Regions from separate parts of the Mus musculus genome. Here all the other regions are linked to region 3. Evidence: chromatin contacts called from public HiChIP or PLAC-seq and capture Hi-C data. All regions are on one chromosome and are shown on one strand. Each heading gives the region's core, a stretch centred on a gene start, on an enhancer-like site or on the middle of the called end of the contact. The rest is flanking DNA. Distances are from core to core; before and after follow the strand shown.

Evidence for each region. HiChIP or PLAC-seq counts read pairs in DNA pulled down with a chosen protein or histone mark. Capture Hi-C pulls out chosen DNA fragments and counts their contacts.
Region 1: a contact with region 3 is called in an H3K4me3 HiChIP or PLAC-seq map of bone marrow-derived macrophages, with 5 times the contacts expected there. The contact joins the promoter of Srrt here to the promoter of 4933404O12Rik in region 3. A contact is called at or near these places in 13 of 39 promoter capture datasets (the 3T3-L1 cell line, the C10 cell line, the HPC-7 cell line and 8 more), 7 of 484 Hi-C or Micro-C datasets (embryonic stem cells, olfactory sensory neurons, peritoneal macrophages and 1 more), 20 of 115 datasets of contacts at active chromatin or transcription factors (the NIH/3T3 cell line, astrocytes, bone marrow-derived macrophages and 14 more) and 5 of 9 other capture datasets (adipose tissue, embryonic stem cells, liver and 2 more).
Region 2: a capture Hi-C map of embryonic stem cells shows a contact between it and region 3, with 5 times the contacts expected there. The contact joins the promoter of Ache here to the promoter of 4933404O12Rik in region 3. A contact is called at or near these places in 21 of 39 promoter capture datasets (the 3T3-L1 cell line, 3T3-L1-derived adipocytes, the C10 cell line and 12 more), 3 of 15 datasets of contacts at CTCF or cohesin (the NIH/3T3 cell line, embryonic stem cells and stem cell-derived epiblast-like cells), 38 of 484 Hi-C or Micro-C datasets (B cells, the Ba/F3 cell line, the G1E-ER4 cell line and 21 more), 25 of 115 datasets of contacts at active chromatin or transcription factors (the NIH/3T3 cell line, SST interneurons, astrocytes and 15 more) and 5 of 9 other capture datasets (adipose tissue, embryonic stem cells, liver and 2 more).
Region 4: a contact with region 3 is called in an H3K4me3 HiChIP or PLAC-seq map of embryonic stem cells, with 10 read pairs. The contact joins the promoter of Ephb4 here to the promoter of 4933404O12Rik in region 3. A contact is called at or near these places in 4 of 39 promoter capture datasets (embryonic stem cells, hippocampal neurons, liver and 1 more) and 3 of 115 datasets of contacts at active chromatin or transcription factors (bone marrow-derived macrophages, embryonic stem cells and pancreatic cancer cells).

Annotation. Positions count from the first base shown.
Region 1 is chr5:137,306,300-137,308,999 of GRCm38.p6, forward strand. It overlaps Srrt (serrate RNA effector molecule homolog (Arabidopsis)), which reads right to left and starts at 1,375. Exons shown (of 20, transcript NM_031405.2): 1 at 1,125-1,375; 2 at 747-886. The coding sequence starts at 868. It also overlaps the pseudogene Gm43013.
Region 2 is chr5:137,286,858-137,289,557 of GRCm38.p6, forward strand. It overlaps Ache (acetylcholinesterase), which reads left to right and starts at 1,397. Exons shown (of 5, transcript NM_009599.4): 1 at 1,397-1,510. It overlaps Gm42456 (a long non-coding RNA gene), which reads right to left and starts at 1,787. Exons shown (of 4, transcript XR_003955815.1): 1 at 1,708-1,787.
Region 3 is chr5:136,917,717-136,920,416 of GRCm38.p6, forward strand. It overlaps 4933404O12Rik (RIKEN cDNA 4933404O12 gene), which reads left to right and starts at 1,430. Exons shown (of 4, transcript NR_015555.1): 1 at 1,430-1,715.
Region 4 is chr5:137,348,781-137,351,480 of GRCm38.p6, forward strand. Ephb4 (Eph receptor B4) reads left to right here and starts at 1,329. Exons shown (of 17, transcript NM_010144.6): 1 at 1,329-1,869. The coding sequence starts at 1,818. It overlaps Gm52791 (a long non-coding RNA gene), which reads right to left and starts at 1,272. Exons shown (of 3, transcript XR_003955817.1): 1 at 299-1,272.

The DNA.
Region 1 (2,700 bases), core at 125-2,624, 390 kb after region 3:
CACTAAACTGGCTTTGTTTTTGTTGTTTTTACTTCACCTCTGGATTTAAAAAGGAAGAGAGGTAGAGAGCTGGCTCAGTAGTTAAATGCACTCCTTTTAACCACTCTTGGTTGGCTCCTCTTGCGGAGGACTAGGCTTTGAGTCCCAGCACCCACAAAGCAATTCACAACCATCTTTCCTGCCCATTTCCCAGAGGATCTAAAGCCTTCTGTTGGCCTCCTCGGGCACCAGGAACGAATGAGGTGCATAGACATAATGTAAGCAAACCCCCATGAACGTTTTATTATATAAAAGAAGAAATGCACTTGCACATTTCTTATCTCAATTACCTGTTTTAAAAATCCTTTCAAAAAACTCTTAAACAGGATGTGGTAGAATACTTCCTTAATTCAGAAGTTTAATGTCATCTTGAGCTACCTAAAGAGTTTCGGGCCAATCTCACTTTGGTCAGTTTGTGCTTTCTTAATATTTGGATTTGAGATTGTGTCTCCCTATGTAGCCTGCACGGAAGATGCAGTCCAACCAGCTGTGCGGAGCTCCTGTCCAGCACTAATACTGACCGTCACTTTGGTTAAAAGCTCAAAATCTGAGCCAACGGTGAATAGACTGAAACTACAGAAATGGCTCAACGGTAAACTGCATCCTAATAAGATTTTGTAAGGTAAAGACAAAAAAGGAAACGAAAAGAAAAATTGTGGCGCGGAAGGGTTGTACGGGGCGGGGTATGGACGTTAATACTGTCTCACCGGTCATTCCAATCGTCCCCTCGCCGTCTTTCATCCCTTTCCCGGGAACGGTCATAATCGCTGCGCTCTCTTCGAAATTTGTCCCTGCGTCTTCGGTCGTATTCATCATCACTGTCACCCATGGTGCTGTCAGAGGAGGCCTGGGGCCCGGCGGCGGGTAGACACGGTGATGATGAACAAGGACCAGAGGAGGGACAATCCCCCGGGGACAGCACGCCCGCCTCCCTCCCGCCGAGGCCGGCCTGCCATCCCGGGCAGGGCGATCGCTCCGACAGTTTCACTGTCCCCACGGATTCCCCCTCGTCCACCCCCGAAGCCCCCGGGCACGGTCCTCTCCTCGCAATCCCGCCGCCCGGGCCTTTCCTTCCCCTCCCCCACCTGGCAGCGGTCGGGGCCGTTGGAAGCGCGCGCCGGCGGGCTTGTTTTCCGGGCGGACCGGAACGAGCGACAATGGACCACAAAGAGGGTTGGAAGGAGACGCTGGGATTCTCAGCCCGGAGACGAAGGGGAAGAGAAGAGCGGGACCGCGGGGGGGGGGGGGGGGCAAGGAGGCGCGCGCGCGTCCTACGTCACTCCCGGAGCTCGGCCTCCAACTACAAAACAAGACCCCCGGACCAAACTAAAACTCCGAGATTAAAAGAATGACGGGAAGAGGGTGGAGACGCGGAAGTCTCGCGTGGTTTTGCGACAAAATCGCCCCAGCTTCTCGGAGCTACGGAAGTTGAGCTGGGCCAAGCCAGGCCTTCTGAACGTGCTCGTGCCTACTTGAAAAGGAGGGCACTGGAGAAGTTAAGTGTCACTCCCGTAAGGTATCCTGGGTAGGAGCTAGTTTGCATCCAAAGGTTGCTTTGCAATAGCCCTGGGCTGGGGCACCTCTTGACCTCCTCAAGGGCGGATTTGCTATCGAGGGGTTTGGGGACGATGGATGTCTAGGGAATAATTCATAGAAGCAACCATTTTAGAGGCATCTCCTCCCACCATTTTCTCCTGCAAAAAAATACAGTATGTGCTACTTATAAAATGCGTTCTTCCTGCTTGTCTTGGACAGAGGAGCCTAATACTCATGCAAAAGTGTAAACCTCGATCTTAATGCCCAGTTCTTTAATGGGAGTCTTTACATTGCAGTCTGGAAACAACCACCAGGATCCACTAGTTTCCAGTTGAAATCCCTAAGATAACAGTAAGCCCTTTTCCATGAATAGAATACTAAGCTAAACAAGGGAGCATGCCACTGTCTTGCTCCCAGAAAAGAATGAAAAATCCCAGCATCTAATAAGGTGTATTTACAAGGGGGCATTTTAAAAACTTAGCAGACAGTTACGTTGGCACAGGCGTAACCCGAGTTACTCAGTAAGTCAAAGCAGAATCAAATTCAGGGGTTGCAAAATGAGTTCAAAGCCAGCCTTGACAATTTTCTAAAACCCTTTCTCAAAAACATTTTCCAAAGAGGCCGGTCCAGTGTGTAAGAGCACTTCCTGGTCTTGCAGAAAATCAGAGTTGGAGTCCCAGCTCCCATGTGGCTGGCTGCTCACAGACTGTTAACTCCAGTGCCTAGGGAACTGACACCTCTTCTGGTCTGCAAGGGCACTGCACTCAGATGCACACACACCCACACACTGATACACAGATACATATACTCATCATTTTGTTCCAAAACAAGGTTTCTGTGTACCCCATGGCTGGCCTGGAACTCCCCTTGTAGACTAGGTTGGCCTCAGACTGAGAGATCTTCCTGTCTCTGCCTCCTGAGTACTGGGATTTAAGTCTTGCAACCAGCTCATACACACGTAATTCAAGAAGATGGGAGCATGGTGGCGCTCACCTCTAATCCCAGCACTCTGGTGGCAGAGGCAGGCAGATCTCTGAGTTGGAGGCCAACCTAGTCTACAAAGGGAGTTCCAGGCCAGCCAGGCAGGGCTACACAGAGAAAGAAGGCCCCGTCTCAAGAAAGAAG
Region 2 (2,700 bases), core at 147-2,646, 370 kb after region 3:
GCGCCACCTGGCGATAGTCAGCACGGACCCGTCGCGAGTGAGCTGGACTGCAGATGAGTTTCCCGGCATGCAGTGGCCAGGTTCTCCAGGGACAGGAGGGTTGGAGGGCGGGGGGGGGGGGCGGGGGGGATGTCGCAGTTTGGAGAGATGAAAATCGCATATCTGGGAGAGGTTGGACTCTGCGCTGGTATCTTCTGGGGACCAGCCTTTTGCAAGACAGCGCGCCTTTGCCCCTTGCTCGGAGGAAGTGACTGATGAGTGATGAGTGTCTGGGGCTCGAGGGAAAGCTCCCGGCGTCCACAGCGAGCATGCGTGCACGTGTCCCCCTACCCCCCATAGATCCACGCAGCGCCCCATATCGCGTGCGCGCACGCACGTCCCCACGCTCTCGCGTGCAGGCCAGTCGCCCACGCAGCAGCGGCCCGCAGGCTCCAGAGCCAGATGCCCCCACCCACCCCGTGAGCCAGTTGTCTCTTTCATGTAGTGATCTCGCGTGGGCACAAAACTGCACACTTCCCACAGTCACTAAGGTGCAGCTAGGTGGGAGACTCCCTAGAAGGCTGGGCGTGTGGTCTAAGGGACTCCCAAACAGGCTGGGGGCTCCAAGTGTAGGCCGCTCCCACCTGCTAGCCACAACAACCAATGAAAGCTTGGCCCGGTGATGTCATGGACCAGCCGGACCCTTGTGATGACAGCCGGAGGTCACCGGTCAGGGGAATTAGCTCAAGCCCACCCTCGGGGGTTCCGGAAGTTTCCAGAGCTGCAGCAGAGTGCATTGTAGCATCTCCCCACAGCCTTCTGCTTGCCACTATGTGGTCTGGCTTCTCAGCTGTCCCCGTGTCACCTCTTCTTGCCCACAGGGGTCTTTTCCTATAAGGGAGAGCCTGTGTTTCTGTTATTTGTTCCTACAGGTGTTCTTTCGTCTCCACAGAGATGTCCCACGTCATCTTTTCTACCAGTGTCAGCTGAAGGGGGTCCTCAGTCAGGCTTTCTCGTGTCTCTTCTCTTATTACCCTGCCCCAAGCTTTGTCCTGGTTACAGATGCCAAATATTAGGCCTCTGATCTTTCTGGATTAGAGCTGTCAGTGTGTCCTTCCGTCCGTGAAAGGCGACCGGTCTGTCTGTGACTTGTCACCGCAGGAGACTGTCGCCTGCGTGAACGGTGTCTGGTGTCTCCGCAGGCTGCGGTCCGTCTGTCACGTGGGTGTCTGCCCCGCCGCTGCGGGTCTGCGGGTCTGTCGGTCTGTCTGAATCTACCACTGGAGTGTGTCTGGGCTCCCGCTCCCCGGGGTCTCGGGGCTTGAAGGGAGGGAGGAGGGGAGGTGGCAGCCCGGGGGAGCGGGGAGGGGCGGGGGCGGAGACAGTGGGCGGGCGGGGGCGCCGTGCGGCCCGGAGGGGTGTGTGCGGGGGGCCGGAGGCGGCTGTCACTGTCGGCTCAGCCTGCGCCGGGGAACATTGGCCGCCTCCAGCTCCCGGCGCGGCCCGACCCGGCCCGGCTTGGCCGCCTCAGGTGAGTCTCCCAACCCACCCAGGACCCTCCACCGAGTCGGGACCAATCCGCATCCCGGGGGAAACGTGCGATCCTGGAACGATCGAAGCCCCCCAACAGAGCTCCTACTGCACCTCCTGCCCCGTGGGGCCTGCCTAGAGGGGCCCCTCCACTGCCTCGCACTCCTCTGAAACTCCCGCTAGCCGCTGCATACTTACTGATGATGCTCGCTGGGCCGGCCGCTGCCTCTGCGCTCCCTTCCTGCAGGGACCCCCTGAAGGCCCCTTCCCCACTCTCTTCAAAGTCTGGGGACACTGGAAGACGCCCCCTGTTTGGGGCGGAGCCCAAACTGCGCAGGTTACTGACATCCCGAATGCACCACCCCCCATCCCGAGGGCCGCGACCCCAACGTCCCTACCCAGCTGAGCCCCTTGCCAGCTCCAGGACCCCTCCTGCGCTCTCTCTCTCTCTCTCTCTCTCTCTCTCTCTCTCTCTCTCTCTCTCTGACTCTGTCTCTCTCTATGTGTCTCTGTCTCTCTCTTTCCCTCCCTCCCTCCCTCCCTCCCTCTCACCCTCCCACCCTCCCTCTAAAAGGAGGCTCAGCGGAAGCCCCGAGTTATAATTAGCCCCACTCGGGTTTCCTGGTTAATCTCCAACAACGCCACTATCCCCAGATCCAGGCGACCAGAACTGGCTGGGTGATGGGTGAACACCCGGAGGGGGTAGTTCCGACCCGGGGAATTTTGATCTCTTGGCTGGAGACGCCGGAACTACAGCAGCTGTTGCCCCCAAAATAGCGCCCCTGCCTTTGCTACGGGGATCTCCGGAGCTCCCGGAACACAGACGTCCTGGCTCGCCCTTCAACCCCCTCTGCGATGCTCACGATTCTCCAGATACCCCCACACCAAGGCTCGGGCGGGGAGCTCTGGCCTCTTCTTGGTCTCTACTGCTCCCGGTTGGCAGTGGAGGGCATTGCAATATGGGGATGCAATAGGGGCTTGAGTTCTGGTGAGCCCCACAAGGGGCGAGTGAGACAGTTGGCTGGAGTCAGGCGAGAGGGGTGCGGTTGATGTAAAGCAAACGGGTACCAACCGGCCGTACCAGAAAGAAGAGAGGCGGAGCAGGGTGGGGCAAGGTGTCGACTGGACAAGATTCCAAGATGCCTTCAGAACCTGGGACTCCCGATACCTTGAATGCCCAACCCACTCCCC
Region 3 (2,700 bases), core at 180-2,679:
AACGGCACATGTGGCTTCCCACAATAACCTTGAATCCCTGATCCTTCTGCCTTCACTCTCACAGGCCGCCATTACCCATGCCCAGTTTATGTGATGCTACAGATGGGAGCCAGATGGGCTTCCTGTTAGCCAGGTGTCTACCCACAGAGCTGCAGGCCTCTCTGTTGCTCTTTATACAGCCTTTGAAAGCATGCCTCTTGTTTCCAAAGCCTCAGTGTGGCCCAGGTCCACTTCAGGATTCCAGATACTCAGCCTGTGAAAATCAAAATGAGCTCCGTCTTCTACATCTATAGTCTTATCAGAGTTTTGGTCAGATTATAGAACAAAGGCCATCGTTATCCAAACCCTCTGGTCAGGTGGTTGGCACTGTCTCTTGGGATCCCAGTCTCCTTAGTTACCGTCTCTCAGTGTGTAGCAAGAGAAAGATTCATACCCAGGCCTTTCATTCCTATTGTGTCCTGGAGTGAACATTTAGTTTGAAGGTTAACTCAGAACAAGCCGTTAGTAGTTTTCAAGATTTCTTCCTACCGTATAGGTTATTGTCTTAGTTATGGTTTTACTGCTGTGAACAGACACCATGACCAAGGCAAGTCTTATAAAAACATTTAATTGGGGCTGGCTTACAGGTTCAGAGGTTCAGTCCATTATCAAGGTGGGAGCATGGCAGTATCCAGGCAGGCATGGTGCAGGAGGAGCTGAGAGTTCTATGTCTTCATCCAAAGGCGGCTAGTGGAAGACTGACTCCTAGGCAACTAGGGTGAGAATCTTAAACTCACACCCACAGAGGCACACCTACTCCAACCAGGTCACACCTCCAAATGGTGCCACTCCCTGGCCCAAGAATATACAAACCATCACATTTATGAAGTATGTATTAATCGTAATAGCCACAGGTTCCTTTGGTCTACTTTTGTGTACAACAAACCTTAAAGGAAGATGGCTGAAGACAGGCTAGCCAGGTACAAGCTCCACTTAGGATATGCAGTGTCTGAAACGGCTCCGAGGGTAAATATAAAAAAGGGACTTTCTAAATACTATTTAAGTACTTATAAGGCAAATACTGTGTTTGAATTCTCCTTAAAGGCGTGGCTAGTAATCAATGGACTACGTTTCCCATAGCTCCTGTGGCAGCTTCTCTGCATTTCCTAGAAGGCTGTTCGCCCTTTGCTCTGGCCCTGATCATCCGTGGGAAGAAAAAATGGCAATGTATTCGTCAGCATTGTTTAAGTCAAATATCGTCTTTTGTCCTTTATCGTTCCCCTAATCTGGCTTCTGCTCCTTCGCTCGCTGGCTTGCAGAGCCCAAATAATCTGAGAATAGTCTCTGTGGCAACTACAACGGTTTCTAGGGCTACTCGGAGAAGCAGGAGGCTGTCCATGCCGAAGCATTCTGGGAGTTGTAGTTCTGGTTCCTTTCCAGGCAACGGCTTGTCTTGCTCTGCCTCCTCCCACACCAGAAGTGAGCATCAGGTGGTGGCGAGCGCGTAGACAGGGTGAAAGGTGTGAGGGTTAGCGACAGATCTGCGTATTCACCTTGCTGGTCACCGGCCACCACCACCTCGGCGCCAATGAATTTTCTGTCGCGAGCCCCGCTAACGGCTTGCCGCTGAAAACTCTGGGAAATGTAGTTAGGCGCGAGCAAGCTGTCGTTAGTTGCAGGTCTGAGGCGGGAACCGGGGCTCCTCATGTGTTCGCGGCTCGGTTCAGCCTTCCACGGTGAGGATTTTCAGCCGGGAAATCAGGACAAGACCTGGGACTGGATGCGCGGGAAGCCCAGCCCTGAGCCGGGGGGTGGGGGTGGGTGGGGGCGCAGGCCACCTCTCCAGTCCTGAAACCCCCCCCCCCCCCCCCCCGGTGATGTGACTCTGGGTTAACCGTCTAGTTCCTTCACGTTGTCCGGAATAGCAGAATGGATCCTGGTGATCGGAGCAATTAGGTGCTGTCCATGGGCTGGGGAGATGACACAGGGGTAAGAGAGCTTTTGCAACCTTGAGAAACCGCTCGAATCCCCAGCAGGGAGACAGGGACACAACCAACATGTGGGATCAGAGACCCTAGCCGCCAGCCTAGTCTACCTTCAAGTTCAGAGACGGACCCTGGCTCTGGGGAATGAAGCTGGGAGTAATAACTTCCTGTGGCCCCTGCAGTTGCACACGAGCTCTCAAGCATATGTCAGCATGCATACACCACACACAATAAGTAGTGATGGGTGCTGCCACAGCCACAGCCCTCCACTATTAAAGAAGAGGGAGCTGGGGTTAGAGTCGATAAGGTACCCCTCATCCATGGTCTAGCTGGGGCCGACAGACACAGATCTGCAGTACCTAGCAGTGTTTGCCCTCGGAAGCTTCACTGCTTCCTAAGAGCAAACGCGTTGATACTCCAGTAAATGACAAGGCTGGCGGGTGCTTTTGTTTGATTGGTTGGTTTTTGTTTTGTTTTGGGGGGATTTTGTTGTTTTCTGTTTTGTTTGTTTTTAGTCTGATGTTTGTTTTGGTTGTTGCCGTATGTATTTAGGGGGAGGGCATGTAGTGGTCAGAAAACTTTCTGGGTTCAGAAATTGATCCTTTCCTTTTGCCACGTGGGTCTGGGGGATTGCACTCATGTGATGCAGTGAGTGATCACATTTACCTGCTGAGCTATCTCACCACCTATCTTGGTTTTGTTTGAAATAAGGTCTGTATATGTAACCCTAGGCTGG
Region 4 (2,700 bases), core at 79-2,578, 430 kb after region 3:
TGGCTGACCCCCCACCCCGGAGCGGGACCCAGGCAGGGCTGTGAGGAAGGGCAGGGGGTGGGGAGCACTACTTGCGCCAGGAAGATAAGTGCACGGGGACAAAAGGCCATCACGGGTCTCCCGCGCCCGCTGGTGTGTGTGTGCGCGCAGGCGGACAAGAGGTCATCACCGGTCTCCCGCGCCCGCTGGGGTGTGTGTGTGCGCCCTTAGGGTATTTGGCAGACTCCCAGGTGCCCCAGACTCCTACCTCAGAGTTTCCAGACCCTGTACTAATTACCTTAAATTAAAGTCTCCTTACCGCAGCCCTTAAAGGACCGACTTCGGGAACAGCACCTCTCTCATCCAACCATCCCGTGCCCCACACTCACAGTGCCCTGATGTAGATAGGAGGCCGTCTTTCCTGGACCCTCCCCTCAAACTGATGGATGAGAGGGGGTGCTAGCAAATGAGAGGAAGGGCCCTCCCAGCCATCCCGAGGGCCCCCAGGAGCCAGACAGGAAACAGCCTCAGGAAAGAGCCACAACGGTCCCTACCCCCGCCTTGGAGGTCAAGGCTGCAGGCGGCGGGGAAGTGTCCCCCTCCTTTAAAAAAATGAAATGAGGTGTTACGGAGATCCCTCACCCTCTCTGACACGCCTGCCTTTTATTTACATTTTCTATACTTTGGGTTTCAAACCACTTTCTCCAGCGTTAGGCTGCGCGCTCAGTGGATCTCCAGGACTTAACGAGCACGCACTGATTGTGTGAGCGCTCTCTCCGGAGATAGACAAGCTGGGATTATTGCTTGAGGAACGGAGGTCTGTTGGGAAGCTCTCCATACCCAAATGCAAAGTTTTAACCTTCTCCTCCCAAATGCAATCCCCTGCTCCAACTAGGTGGCAGGGGGCGCATCCAGATGTGGAATCTCAGGTCCCGCTGCAAGGTCAAAGCAGGCTTTGTGTGGGGGCATTCACATTTACGCACACATCTGTGAGGCCTGGTAGGTTCAGGTCAGTCCTGAGGATTCCTGGGCTACTGCCCCAACATGCACAATCAGGGGTAGTAGGCATGGGACACCCAGCACCCCTGGACAGTCCCTAAGTTCCACACATGCCGCCCCTCCCCCTCTTGCAAACTTTCTCCTAACTTCCCGACAGGCTCAGTTCGGGCGGCCCCCCCTCTCATGAATTATTCAGCAGCATAGGAGCCAATCAGCTCCCCGTGCACCCCCCCCTCCCAGAGAAACCCGGGCTCCAGGGTGTTGGGAGATGGGGCGGGGGGAAACTCTGACATGGGACTGTCTCCGCCTCCTATGCGCCCCTCCCTCCTAGGCCAGGCGCCGCCCGACTCAGTCTCGACTCGGCCCAGCCCTGGCCCAGCCTGTTTCCCTCCCTCCTGCTCGGTTCCCACTTTGGTTTCCACCTTCCTTGACCGCGACCGGCGCACTAACCCCGGCGGCGCGACATCCACCAACCACTCCAGGGAGCGAGAGAGACCGCGAGCAATCGGCCCACCCCAGCCAGCCAGGGCGGGACCCCCGAAGCCCCGAAGGGACCCCTAACTCTCAGCCACGTCCCGATCTCCGCCCGCCCAGCGACGGCCACTGCCAGGACGTCCCCCCTCAAGGCTGGCCTCCCCGCGCGCGCGCGCTGCGGCGGGGACGTGGGGGCCGCACCTGAGCGCGGGTGCCTGGCGCGCCCGCATGGGCCATCGTTGAGAGGCCCTCGACGGAAAGTCCCAGCAGCAGAGTCGGTGTGCACCCGCCCAGGGGAGGGTCAGACCTGGGGGGGCCAGGGCCCCCCAAACTCGGATCGCATTCAGCCAAAGTGAGGCGGCGCCATGGAGCTCCGAGCGCTGCTGTGCTGGGCTTCCCTCGCCACTGCTTTAGAAGGTGAGTTTTCTTGGGGTGCCCCCTGTTCTTGGGGTCCCCCAAAGTTGTGCCTCAGAGTGCAAAAGCTGGTCTCTCCCTATCCCAACTCCGGTACCCCTTAAACACTTCGGACCAATAGCACTAGAACGGGAGGGGGCGGGGAGGAGGCGGCCTGGCGGGGAGTGGGGTTTTTCTTTTGTTTGGGAAAGAGATGGAGTCGAGAGCTCAGACCCGGGACCTTCCCTTACCCAGCCTTCTAAATTCTCAGTCCTGATGCCAAAGGCCCATGACAGCCTTCCTTTTCCTGTCCACCCTAATGTTCAAAACTATCCCCCAAAGTTTTTATCCTCTCTCCACCTCTGGCTAAACTCCAGGGGAAAGTTCCTGAAGGGGCACTTGCAGGCGAGGCAGACCCCAGCTAGGCCGTAAAGCGACCCCCACCTCTGGTTCCCTAGCGTTCATTCACACCTGGACTCCACACCCCAGTCAGGATGGCCCCATCTGCAGCCCCACTCTCCAACTCCCAAATGGCTGGCCAGGCTACTGACCTCGTGCAGACTCTTTTCTTGTTTTTCTCAAGGCTGTACCCCAACCTTTTACATGCCATTTAGACCTCAACTTTTCCCAAGGCTGAGGCTTTCTTCCAGCCATGCAAGCCCGCAGAAACTGCCTAACACCGGCCTGTGTCGCCCTAATTCACCCCAGCTGGCCGCCTCCTAGCCCGCCTCAGATTTCTGGTTTTTTTTTTTTTTTTCCTTCTGTATTCCTCTCCAAATGCCTCTTCAGATCTGTGAGCCCCTAACTCCACAGTCCCTCTTGGGGCTGCACAGGACTCATAACCCCCTTTCCTGC